Linked DNA regions of Mus musculus: region 1 is linked to region 2. Evidence: chromatin contacts called from public promoter capture Hi-C data. All regions are on one chromosome and are shown on one strand. The core of a region is the stretch at or near the end of the contact, and the rest is flanking DNA. Distances in the headings are between cores, read along the strand shown.

Region 1 (5,451 bases), core at 11-2,510, 180 kb after region 2:
GACTGCCTCTGCCTCCGGAGAGGTGTGTGCTACACACCCACCTAATTTATTTCTAGATACACCTAGTTTCTGCAAAACGAGATTTCATTTGTTTCCCCTTCACCATTCTAAGCCCAACTAAGTGCCTCCAGCTTGGTTTGTGTCATCTCTCATTTGTTACCGCTAATCAGTTTTTTCCCCCAAGGGTGTCCTAAGATCCTTGGTGGAAACATACAGGGTCTCTGTCCTCTTCATTCTCATGTAGGCTTTTCAATACACCATCTAGATCCTCCCTGGTCGCTCCTAAGAACTAGAGGAGATAACCATTCTAACTTACAATGAGCTATCCAATTATAGCAGCCTTCCCTCCCCGCTCCCTGGCCACCAGAGACAGGTGGCTTTGCCCTTGATCAACCAACAACTGGAAACGAGCCATGGTGCCCTCGTGGAGGAAAAGGGAAGGCGTGCAGGCCTGTTCCCGCTGGAGTGAGTCCTCTGCTTCATTCTCAACAGCTTCTCCAGGTCTGGTATGGTTGTCCACAGCATTAGGAAGGGCTTGTGGTGGTCCTAAGAGAGACCAACTCTGCAGAGACAATGACTGAGCAATGGCTGGGGACACTGGGGAAGAATCAGGGAAGGCCAAAGTCAAAGATCACTAGTGACATCCTTTTTGCTTCAGGCCCTGTGTGAGCAGGACAATCCCAACACTGTGTCCTTTTGGGCTCTGTCACTCATAGCCCAGCTTTCTGGTAATGGATAGGATTGGATCTCACTTAGCACACTGGTCAGGGAGGGAGCAGCTCAGGGGTGATGTCCCAGGGGAAAGATCAGCTGTTTGAGCTCCCAAGGCTAGACTGTGCAGACAGTCTCAGAATGGAACCCCAAAGAGTCAAACTGTCACATAGCATGCCGTTTGTGGGTCTAGGATTCAGGATTTCCGATCTTGAGCTAGATTTCTTTGGTAATCACTCTCTGCCCAGTCAACTGGGCTTTTTAGAGCAGAGCTGAGGACCCAGATACCTCTTCTCATGTAAAGTAAAGGAAAAGGCACACGGCGTTTCAAGTCGTCAGCGCTGTGGCAGTGATCGGGACACTCTGTACTGGACTTTGAGATTCCTTCGTCAGCCTTTTCCCCTTAATGCCTCCAGCATGTCTTTCTCAGTATCGAACAAACAGCGGTTCTGCCGATGTCATGGATTTTGTCAATAGGAACTGAGACCGCCCCAGCTTTTTTTCTCATCGCTAACAGCTTTCTTAATTAACCTACTGAGAGAGTCAACAGCACAGTTCACTCTTCACTGTTTGCTCTCCAGCCTCGGCAGAGTCACCATGCTCTTTGAGAAGTACAGAACACTCGCCTGAGGTTGTTTTCCAAAAGGAACCAGGGTGGGCGGGGGAGGGGGTAAAACCCTCCCCACCACAGTATATTTGACTTAATTGCTAAAACTTCCTTCTGATTGTTTTGCCGGGAGTAATAGCCCTTCCTTAACTAATAACTTTAATTATAGCAACCACAAGTTATAAAAATGTACCCTTTCTCTTCACTTGGCTTGTTCCAGTAAACTTCTAAGGATGAAACCAAGAATCAGCAATTCAGCCTCTGGGATGACAGTAGATGAGAGGTAGGTCCTGAGCCACCAGTCGTGAGCTTCAAGCTTCCTCAGCCTGAGGGGTTGAAATCTTTCTCCTGGGATTTATTTCTAAAGTTGCCCAACACACAGGATGATTAAAAGCAAAACCAGGCTCCTGATAGCCAAAGAAAGTGACAAAGGTTCATTTGGGAGGCTGAGGCAGGTGGATTTCCTATGAGTTTGAGCTCATCCTGGCCTACATAGTGAGTGAGGTCTACACAGTGAAACCCACTCTCAAAATTAAAAAAAAAAAAAAAAAAGAAAGAAAAGAAAAGAAAAGAAAAGAAAAGAAAAGAAAAGGCAAACCCAAGAATGAATCAAAAGAAAGAACAAAGTGGAAGATTCTTCCTTTTCAGATTTAAGGCGGAAATGTAGATTTCTTAGTAAAACCAAAATCCTTCCATTTCCAAGGTTGACCAGAAATATGTAGCAATTGTAATATGTCTGTCTATCTATCTATCTATCTATCTATCTATCTATCTACACACACACACACACACACACACACACACACACATAGACAGAGACAGACAGAGACACAGAGTAACACACAGAGAGACACAGGGAAAGACACACAGAGAGAAACAGAGAGAGACAAAGACAGAGACAGAGATCACTTGGTAAAGTACCTGGCATACAAGCACAAAGACAGCTGTTGGATCCCTGGATAGATGTGGTGGTGCCCGCTAGGAATCTCAGTGCTAAAGATTCAGAGATGGGCAGATCCCTGTGACTCACTGACCAGCAACTTAGTCTAGTTGATGAGTTCCAGACCAGTCAAAATCTTTGTCTCAGAAAACAATGACGGTGTCTTCAGAAGAATAATACCTGGGGGTGTCTACATGCATGCACACACATATAGGTGCACCACCACCTTCATATATATTCCTCTAAACATCAGAATTTATCCAGATCTGGACCATCCTCTGGCTCCATCCCCACAACATTTCCACTTAATTGGGAAGAGAAGAAAATGTTCTCGCATTGCAGGCATTACATCAGTATTTCTGGTAAGGAATGAATATTGGTTGACAGTCACTCTGAGCTCAGTGAGAGCAAGAAATTACGTTTGTGCCCTACATCGACTACATCACTGGCAGTCAGTGAGGCTCCTTCTTATCTGTTACCCAGGCTTGTTTTCACCATGCTGCCTTGCAAAAGCTACTTTCTCTTTGAAATTTTGGATTCTACTCGCTCCAGGGATGTTGTGGGATCAATTGCCACCCAGTCCTCCTTGGTAGTAGCCAATGGTTGACCTTCTTCTTATCACTCAGGACAGAGAAAACAGAAAGGATTCTTTACTGAGCATGGTGATCATATATGGATGGGGATCACTGAGTAGTCAGGAGTGACTGATACTAATCCTTTGGGTCTTAAAGACAGAAGCCTTCCCTCTCCACAGACAACAGACATTGCCCCTGACAACGGATCATCTGAATCCCTGGATCCTGAATATTACATCTGACCAGAAACTGTATCTGTCTAATGGAACGATGACAGTGGAGGATTTGCTTCTGAGAGCAACAGTTCCTTGTTTTTGCTTTTGTGTCTTCTCATCTATTTACAATCGGAATTTTATAATTTATAGTTTTTAGTGAACATAGTTTGAATGAAACTGCTCACCCTGGAGGCAGGAAATGTTGAAATCGTCCTCTAGACTACTCAGTGGAGGACTGGAGTGGATGATTGTAGTAGTCTGTTCTTTAGTGTGATAACAAAATATCTTAGACTGGGTATTTATTGATTGAAGAGTTTTTCATATATATTATACAATATATACAGTTTTCCCTCCCTCATCTCTTCCAAGATCTCCCCCACCTCCCCACCCTTCCAACTCCATGCCTTTTTTTTTCTCTTTTTAGAAAACAAATAGACAAATTAAAAATCAAACAAGGCAGAATAAAACAAAATAAGCAAATAAAAAAGAAAAGAAAAAGCATAAGAAACTATACATATTCAGAGACAGTCTCTCTCTTTTTCTCTCTCTCATGCATGCGCGCGAGTGCGAGTACACACACACACACACACACACACACACACAACATACAACCCATAAAAACACAAAATTGGAAACCATAATATATAAGCAAAAGGTAAAAAATGCCCAAATAAAGCATTATGAGACTAATGTGCCATTTAGGCCATTTGAGTTGGCCATCTCCTGCTGGGCATGGGGTCTGTCCTTAACTGTAGTTTGCATCGCCCACAAGAATCCATTGGAGAAAGCTAATTTTTCCTTTGTGAGTGGTTGACACTTGGCAATAGCTTCTGGGTTAAGGATGAGAGCCTATATCTGCTTTCCTTTTCAGTACTGGGTCTTTTCATCTGGCTTGGACTTGTGCAGGTCCTGTGTGTGCTGTGTCATCTCTGTGAATTCGTATGTGTGTCACTAATGTGTGTTTAGAAGGTCGTTAGCATCCTGAGTATCAGCCCCTCCGGTTCTTCCAGTCTTTCTGCCTCCTTTCCCACATAACCCTGAAGGGGAGGCATTTGATGAAGACATTCCTCTTAGGACTGAGTGTTCCAAGGCCGTTCCCTCTCAGCACATTGTCCTGTTGTGGGTCTCTGTATTAGATCCCATTTACTGCAGGAGGCTGATGACAGCTCAGCATAAGATGCTGATTTATGAGTTGTTTGGAGTCATTTCATTGCTACATCCCCTTAGCAGAAAAACATAGAATTTTACCCCTTAGGTCCATGGCCTATCTAGATTCAAGAACCTTTTTGGCTACTCAAGTTGTATCAAGCATAGGTTCCATGTCATGGAGTGAGTCTTACATCCAATCAGATATCGGTTGGTTACACCCACAAGCTGTGTGCCACCATTACAACAGCACAGGCTGGGTACATAAAGAGATTCTTTACCCTAACATTTTGAAAACGCCAGGAGTGGACACCAGAATCATCTCAGCTCTGAAAAGGACCTCATGGTAGATGACATCACCATGACAGGAGTGTATTGACGTAAAATAAATCACGTGATAAGAGAGGAAGGCAAGGCAAAGGAAGATGCCTAGCTTTCTCAGCTCCACACATGCTGTGTGATGATAGTCTCATCCCAGCCATCCTCTGAGATGGCTGACTGGATAGAAAGATCGGAGGGGATAGATAGATCCTAGGCACACAGTCTTCTCTTAAGAACTAACTCAGGTCCCTGTGAAATCTTCCTTAATCGAGTCTGAGCGCAGCATTCTCAGTTCCCTTCAGAGGAAGTCTGTAAATACAATACCAACTCCACTTGGAGGGACAGAAACTGACCACGGAATAAGATGTGGTCAAATCTATAAATCCCCCAGACAGAGGCTAGGACAGGCCTGGGGGGGGGGGGGTGGGGAGAATTGAGAAGCAAGCACTGTAGGCCGGGGATACGTGTCAGCACCCTCCTCCCTCCTCTGAAGGCCCACTGAGTCTAGAAATTTGGGCAGCAATGACTTCATCCCAGAAGAGGTGTGTTCCGAACTGAGTGGGAGTGGGCAGGAAGGCAGTGGTGAGTGTGCTAGCTGTCACTCAGGAGTTAGTACACTCATCAGAAGAGCAGGGGTTTTTTCCTCTAAGGGTGTTTATTGACAGCACTAATAATCTAGATAAGTTAGAGAGGGATTTGATACCCTGTCCATCTCTGGATGCTCAGGCTGAGTTTACTTTAAAAAACAACCAATAGGGGTGAGGGTGGGGGAATCACAGCCTTTCATTTGTATCCAGTATAGGACAGTAGTCACTTGGGGAAGTGGAAACTAGAAGTCCTCACAGAGATCATTTTATCCTGATTTTGCAGAGAGGAAGCTATCAAGTCCATAGTCACTTGCTCCTTTCAGAAATCCAGCATAATGGGGCATTACAC
Region 2 (5,818 bases), core at 2,730-5,229:
AATCTAAGAATAATAGCAATAAAAAAGGAGAGGAAACCCAGGACAAAGGCACAGAAAACATTTTCAGTAAAATTAAAATGGAAAATTTCCCTAACCTAACGAAGGAGGTACCTATAAAGGTACAAGAAGCAAGAAGATCCCCAAAATAGACGGGAACAGAAAAGAAAGGTCCATTGGCACATAATAATAAAATAACTGAACAGAACAAAGAAAGGATATTAAAAGCTACAAAGAAAAAAAGACCGGGCTGGTGAGATGGCTCAGCGGGTAAGAGCACCCGACTGCTCTTCTGAAGGTCCTGAGTTCAAGTCCCAGCAACCACATGGTGGCTCACAACCATCCTTAAGGAGATCTGACTGGTGTGTCTGAAGACAGCTGCAGTGTACTTACATATAATAAATAAATAAATATTTTTAAAAAAGAAAAAAAGACCAAGTAACATAAAAGCAGACCTAGTAGAGTAACACCTTCTAATGTTAGGTGACTTCTTAATGGAGACTTTAAAAGCCAGAAGGGCTCAGATGGATGTTCTACAAACTCAAAGAGACTAAAGATGACAGCCTAGACTACTGTACCCAGCAAAACTTTCACTCACAATAGATGGAGAAAATAAGACATTCTATGATAAAACCAAGTTAAGCAATATATCTCCCAAGTCCAGCCCTACAGAAGGTTCTAGAAGGTTCTCTAATATAAAGTGGTTATCCACACACAAGGAACAAATCAAAAGAGGGCAAACATTCCCTACTCCTCACACACAACAAAATAACAGAAATCAACAAATATTGCACATTGATATCTTTCAACATCAATGGTCTAAATTCTCAATAAAAGACACAGATGGATATATTGTATTAAAAACAGGATCCATCCTGCTGGCTGTATCTAAGAAACACACCTTAACATCAAGAATAGATATCACCTCTGGGTATAAGGATAGAAAAAGCTATTTCAAGCAAATGAATCCTACAAGGAAGCCATTTTAGTATCTGCCCAAAATAGACCTTAAACCAAAACAGGTCAGGATGGGGGCGGGGGGCAAGCAGACACTATATACTCATCAAAGGAAAGATCCACCACGAGGACATTGTAATTCTTAACATCAAACATAAGGGAACCCAAGGAACACTGGAGACTTCAATACCCCACTCTTGCCAACAGACAGGTCTTCCAGACAAAAACTAAACAGAAATTCTGGAGCTAAGTGATGTTATAAATGATATGGACATAACATATTTATAGAATATCTCACCCAAATACAAAATATACCTTCTTCTCAGCACCTCATGAAACTTTCTCTTAAACTGACCTTATACTGTACATAAAGCAAGTTTTAACAGATACAAGAAAATTGAAGTAATACCCTGGGTCCTACAATTTGGTTCTGACCATCAGGAATGAAAGCTGGATATCATCAACAGTATGTTAGTGACAGAGGGTATGTAGATAATTCTGCTCCTGAAAGTTGACTAAGACAGGTTACAGGACACTGTAGTAGAATATTTGAAATATTAAATATATTTACCAGAGGAATGCTAGTATGTTGTATACATCTATAAAAATTTATCAAGTGATATACTAAACATCAGGACTATTTTTTTTTTGAGAGTTTACAAGTTGTTTACTAAACTGGAGATATAGCCTTAATATACAAATGATTAGAGTCACTATTCTGTACAGTAGATCACTACAGTTTATCCCTCCTGAGACTTTGTACTTTTGAGCAACATCTCACCCTTCCTACACCTTCCTTCCTGTCCTGCTAACCACTGTTCAGCTCTCAACATCTATGAGCTACATTTGTTCAGAGTCCACATGTGAGATCATGTGATTTCTATGACTGGCTTATTTCACTTGACATTATTTCACTTGTCCTCCAGGTCCATCTATGTCATCAAGTGACATGATCCCCTTCTTTTTCAAGGCTGGACACTACTTCACTGTATCTGTGTACACATTGTCCTTATCCAGTCATGGGGAACAGATACCTAGGTTGCACTGTATCCTAGCTGCTAGGACTATTTATGTCCTTAGCATATATGTACCTCAACAAAAAGATAAAATGAATCAGAGAATGACGAAGATATTTTTAAAAGTATTGTTATCAGTTCACCTTCTGGTGCTGTAACAAAACATCTGGAGCTGGGTAAATCATAAAACAAAGAGGTCTCTTTTCAGCCTCTGGTGGAAACCTCTCAGTGAGGGAGATAATGCTAAAGCAGTCCCATGGTGAGATAGGAAGCCAGAGTACTGTAGGTCAACACTGTTCTTTGTTAACATTGCTCTCTCTCACCCGATCTAACGAGGAGGGTTATATGAACCCAGTGACCACATTACTTCCAACAAAGTGTTACCTCTAACAATCCCTCCATCCATTTACAGTGTCACAGTGTGGGCCAAGCTTTGAGGGTACACTTATGCCATGCCAAGGCCCTAAGAGACTCCTATTTCAATACTGCAGAGCAGGAACCAGCAAATATTTCCTGCATATGTTCTTGTCATCAGTCTTAATGTTTGCAAGCCATACTTTCATCACAATCTCTTAACTGGACCACTGTTGTGTAAAATTAGCCATATCCTACACATATAAATGAATGGCCATAGTTGTGTTCCAATACATGCCATTTACAAAATATAGGTAGATCATCTTTTCTCGCTTTAAAAAAACCTTAGCAAGGGTATTACCCTGTATTTAATTAAAATAAGAAAATAGAGTTATTATGATATATGTGGCAGTGGTAAGATCTCTTCAGCCCAATTATAGAGTAAGTGTTATTTGTTTTTTCTCAAAGGATCAGTGCAGGCCGATCTCAAATTCAGTGTCAGAGAATGACCTTGAACTCTTGATCTTCCTGCCTCCCAAGTGCTGAGTATGCAGGCATGTGCTGCCATGCTTGGCCTCTGTGACTGGTTTAAAGTGCTGTGTGTAAGTTGTCTTTGGAGCTTTGGGAAAAAACAAAACAAAACAAAACAAAACAAAACAAAAACAGACAGAGATACCAACAATCAGTCCAAAATACTCATGAATTTAAAGATGGGGTTTGTCAACACAGACTTCCCCAAGATTGAACTAGCAACTGTGAGACCAAAAAAATGAATGGAAGTTATCTAGGTGACAATTGGTAGGGAATGTGGAGGGGCCGGAGAACAAACCAAGCCTAGGAAAGAAAAATGAGCCCAGGCTGAAGAAAAAAAAGGTTGGCATGTGAAGGTCCTCATGCTAGAACACAATGAGATGGAGACATGAATCAAAATGGAATGGTACCCAGAGCCCAGGCAGATGGGCAGGAGGCATTTGGTTTCTTAAGACATCTGAGGAAGGGGTAGTCATGACTTTATTTTAAAACAAGTGAATGATACGACCTATTTGCTGCTTTTAAAATACCATTCCAAGTTCCAGTGTGGTGCTCGGTGAGCAAAGATGCCCAACAGCCTGATGTCAGGACCCAGAGCCTCTATGGTGGAAGGAGAGAACTGACTCCTAAAAGTTGTCCTCTGACCACCCAAGTGCCTTGCATGGACGAGTATGTCCATACCCATATATAATCACACACATCAACACATACACACAAAATAAAGAGATGAAAATGTAATATATTAGAAAGTTGCTCTAGCCTCTGTGCTGAGACTTCAAAGAGAGGGCAGTAATAGGGTAGGGGAATTCTTAGGAGACTGCCAGGCCAGCCAGCCTAGAAATGACTGACAGGAGAGTAGCAGAGGAGAGAAGTGGGTAGTTAACTGTATAGGACTCAGTGATGGACTCCTTTGGGCAGATAAGAAAAGGAAGACTTGCTATGAGTGGGAATGTTCCAAGTAATCATTCGGGAAACAGATCAACCGAGTTCACTGGAGATGCATCATTAGGTTGCCAAGCAACGGTGGGTCGGGGGATGTTGACTTTTCAATGATACCAATCAGTTCAGCTGTGTGTTTTCTCCTGCTGGAGCTAAGGCACTGGGAGGCCAGATGGTTGGGTTCATCTAGGGTTGGAGTTTGGTATGTTTGCCAGTGGGGAAAGAACAAGATGATTACTATGGTGTTTGCACAGGATTTGTACAGAGGGACTTCTACTTAGTGCCTAAAGCAACAGAGGTGCATGAGAAAGTGCGGGGTTGTGCCCCAGAGGTCCTAAGGAGGTGCAAGATGGTGGAAGAGTTGGAGCGGGAGTCACACAGCTTTGAGCATTTTTCAATCTTTTTAGACTGCTGGGGTCCAGAGTTCAACAAGCTAACATCTTCCTATCTGTTCATGATGGGTCACTGCAGGTGTTCGAAAGCTGCCCCAAATGACAGCACTTGAGGCAGACTGGAAGACTGACATCCAGGTGCTGAAATCTCAGGCACACAAGAGAGGTGGCAGCTGCTGACAGCAACAGGAAGAGGAAAGTGTGACCCAGTTGGGTGATGTGGATGTCAAAGGAGAAGGCGCTTTCAGGAGAGAAGAGAGTCTTCACATCTAAAAGTACCAGAACGGAGTGGGTGGTGGATGTAGTGAGCTGAGCTGAGAGCTGACAGGAAAGGGATTTCTGGCAGAGGATGCAGACAGACCCTGCATGACTTTTGGAAGAAGTGTCTCAGATTGCCTAACATTGAGGTCTGAAAGGTTTTACCTTTTCAATAATAAATATTGTTAGGGGAAATATTTTCACTGTAAAGCTGTCTTTTCATTTTTAAGCTGTATACAAATTCCAGTTCTTGGGATGCTGAGGCAGGTGGATATCTGTGAGTATGAGGCCAGCCTGGTCTAAAGAGTGAGTTCTAGGCTAGCCAGGATTATATAGTGAGGCCTTTTTACACACACACAAATTGATAATGAGAATAAACTATAAATTATTATACTCCGAGCTTTCCTGGGAATGATGGAAAGATTCTGGTATCTGATGGTAGTGGAGATTGCCTAATACTGTGTCGTTAAAGGATAGCACATTGCACACTGAAAGTAGTCACAGTGGGGCTTCCTCTGCTCAGCCTGCTGTGATGAATACATAGACTGAGTGGTTTATAAATGATGTAAATGTGGGGTTGGGATGATGGCTGAGTTGGTCCAGCGCTTGCCACACAAGCATTCCCAGACCATGTATATATATATATATGTGGAGCACTTGACTAGGCTACTTAGTCTACTTGTTGAGCTGCAGGCCAGTGGGAGACCCAGTCTCAAAACTAAAACCAAAACCCAAACCAAACCAAAACAACAAGGAAGAGAGTGCCCCACTATGTTGGTCCTTGACTTCAACGTACATGAATACATGTTCACACTCACCCCCAAACAAACGCATATTCACACGCAAACTCACTCACTCCAAGCCAACGAATCAAGCAACAAAACCAATAGAAATGTGCTTCTCACTGTTGTCATAGCAGATTCAGTGTCTGTTGAAGATCAGTTTCCTACTTTTTCCGTTTATCTCCGTAGGATGGACGGTTCCAAAGGTCAGCAGTTTGAATTTCTTCATCAAACTCCTCCCCTGGAGACTCAGGGATCTATGTAGAAGAGGAGTCAGGGAGACCGAGAGCCAGACTACAGGACTGACCCACATAAGACTGTGGCAGCGTAGTAAGATCTGCACAGGTTCAAGCCAGATAGGGCTCTAGCACTCTGGAAGCGGGGTGTGTGCATGGGGTGCCACCTCTAACCAAGATCATCTACAACTGATGCCCACTGGCAAAGGGGAAAAAAAAATCAGTTTTTCTCCTATGGAGTCTCACTGGCATATCAACCATACTTGAGGGCAGGACCCAGGCCCAGGAATTGTTGGCCAATGCAAACAAACTCAGCAGTAATTTTTGGACTTTTTCTTTAGTTTTGCTTTATATTT

Evidence for each region. Capture Hi-C pulls out chosen DNA fragments and counts their contacts.
Region 1: a promoter capture Hi-C map of pancreatic islet shows a contact between it and region 2, with 3 times the contacts expected there. The contact joins two enhancer-like sites. A contact is called at or near these places in 1 of 15 datasets of contacts at CTCF or cohesin (large pre-B cells), 18 of 484 Hi-C or Micro-C datasets (the AML12 cell line, the AtT-20 cell line, the N1E-115 cell line and 12 more), 3 of 115 datasets of contacts at active chromatin or transcription factors (a beta-TC-6 cell line, embryonic midbrain and epiblast stem cells) and 1 of 9 other capture datasets (pancreatic islet).

Annotation. Positions count from the first base shown.
Region 1 is chr13:29,149,206-29,154,656 of GRCm38.p6, forward strand. No RefSeq gene overlaps it. Among named protein-coding and RNA genes, the nearest start is that of A330102I10Rik, 140 kb to the left of the region's middle. Within about 2 kb of position 1,261, at least 10 of the 459 cell types and tissues checked have an H3K27ac peak or open chromatin away from gene starts, as enhancers often do. A contact at or near this core is called in pancreatic islet, where this site is marked.
Region 2 is chr13:28,970,877-28,976,694 of GRCm38.p6, forward strand. Gm52067 (a long non-coding RNA gene) reads left to right here. Exons shown (of 2, transcript XR_003950714.1): 2 at 4,266-4,641. Among named protein-coding and RNA genes, the nearest start is that of Gm46405, 13 kb to the left of the region's middle. Within about 2 kb of position 3,980, at least 15 of the 459 cell types and tissues checked have an H3K27ac peak or open chromatin away from gene starts, as enhancers often do. A contact at or near this core is called in pancreatic islet, where this site is marked.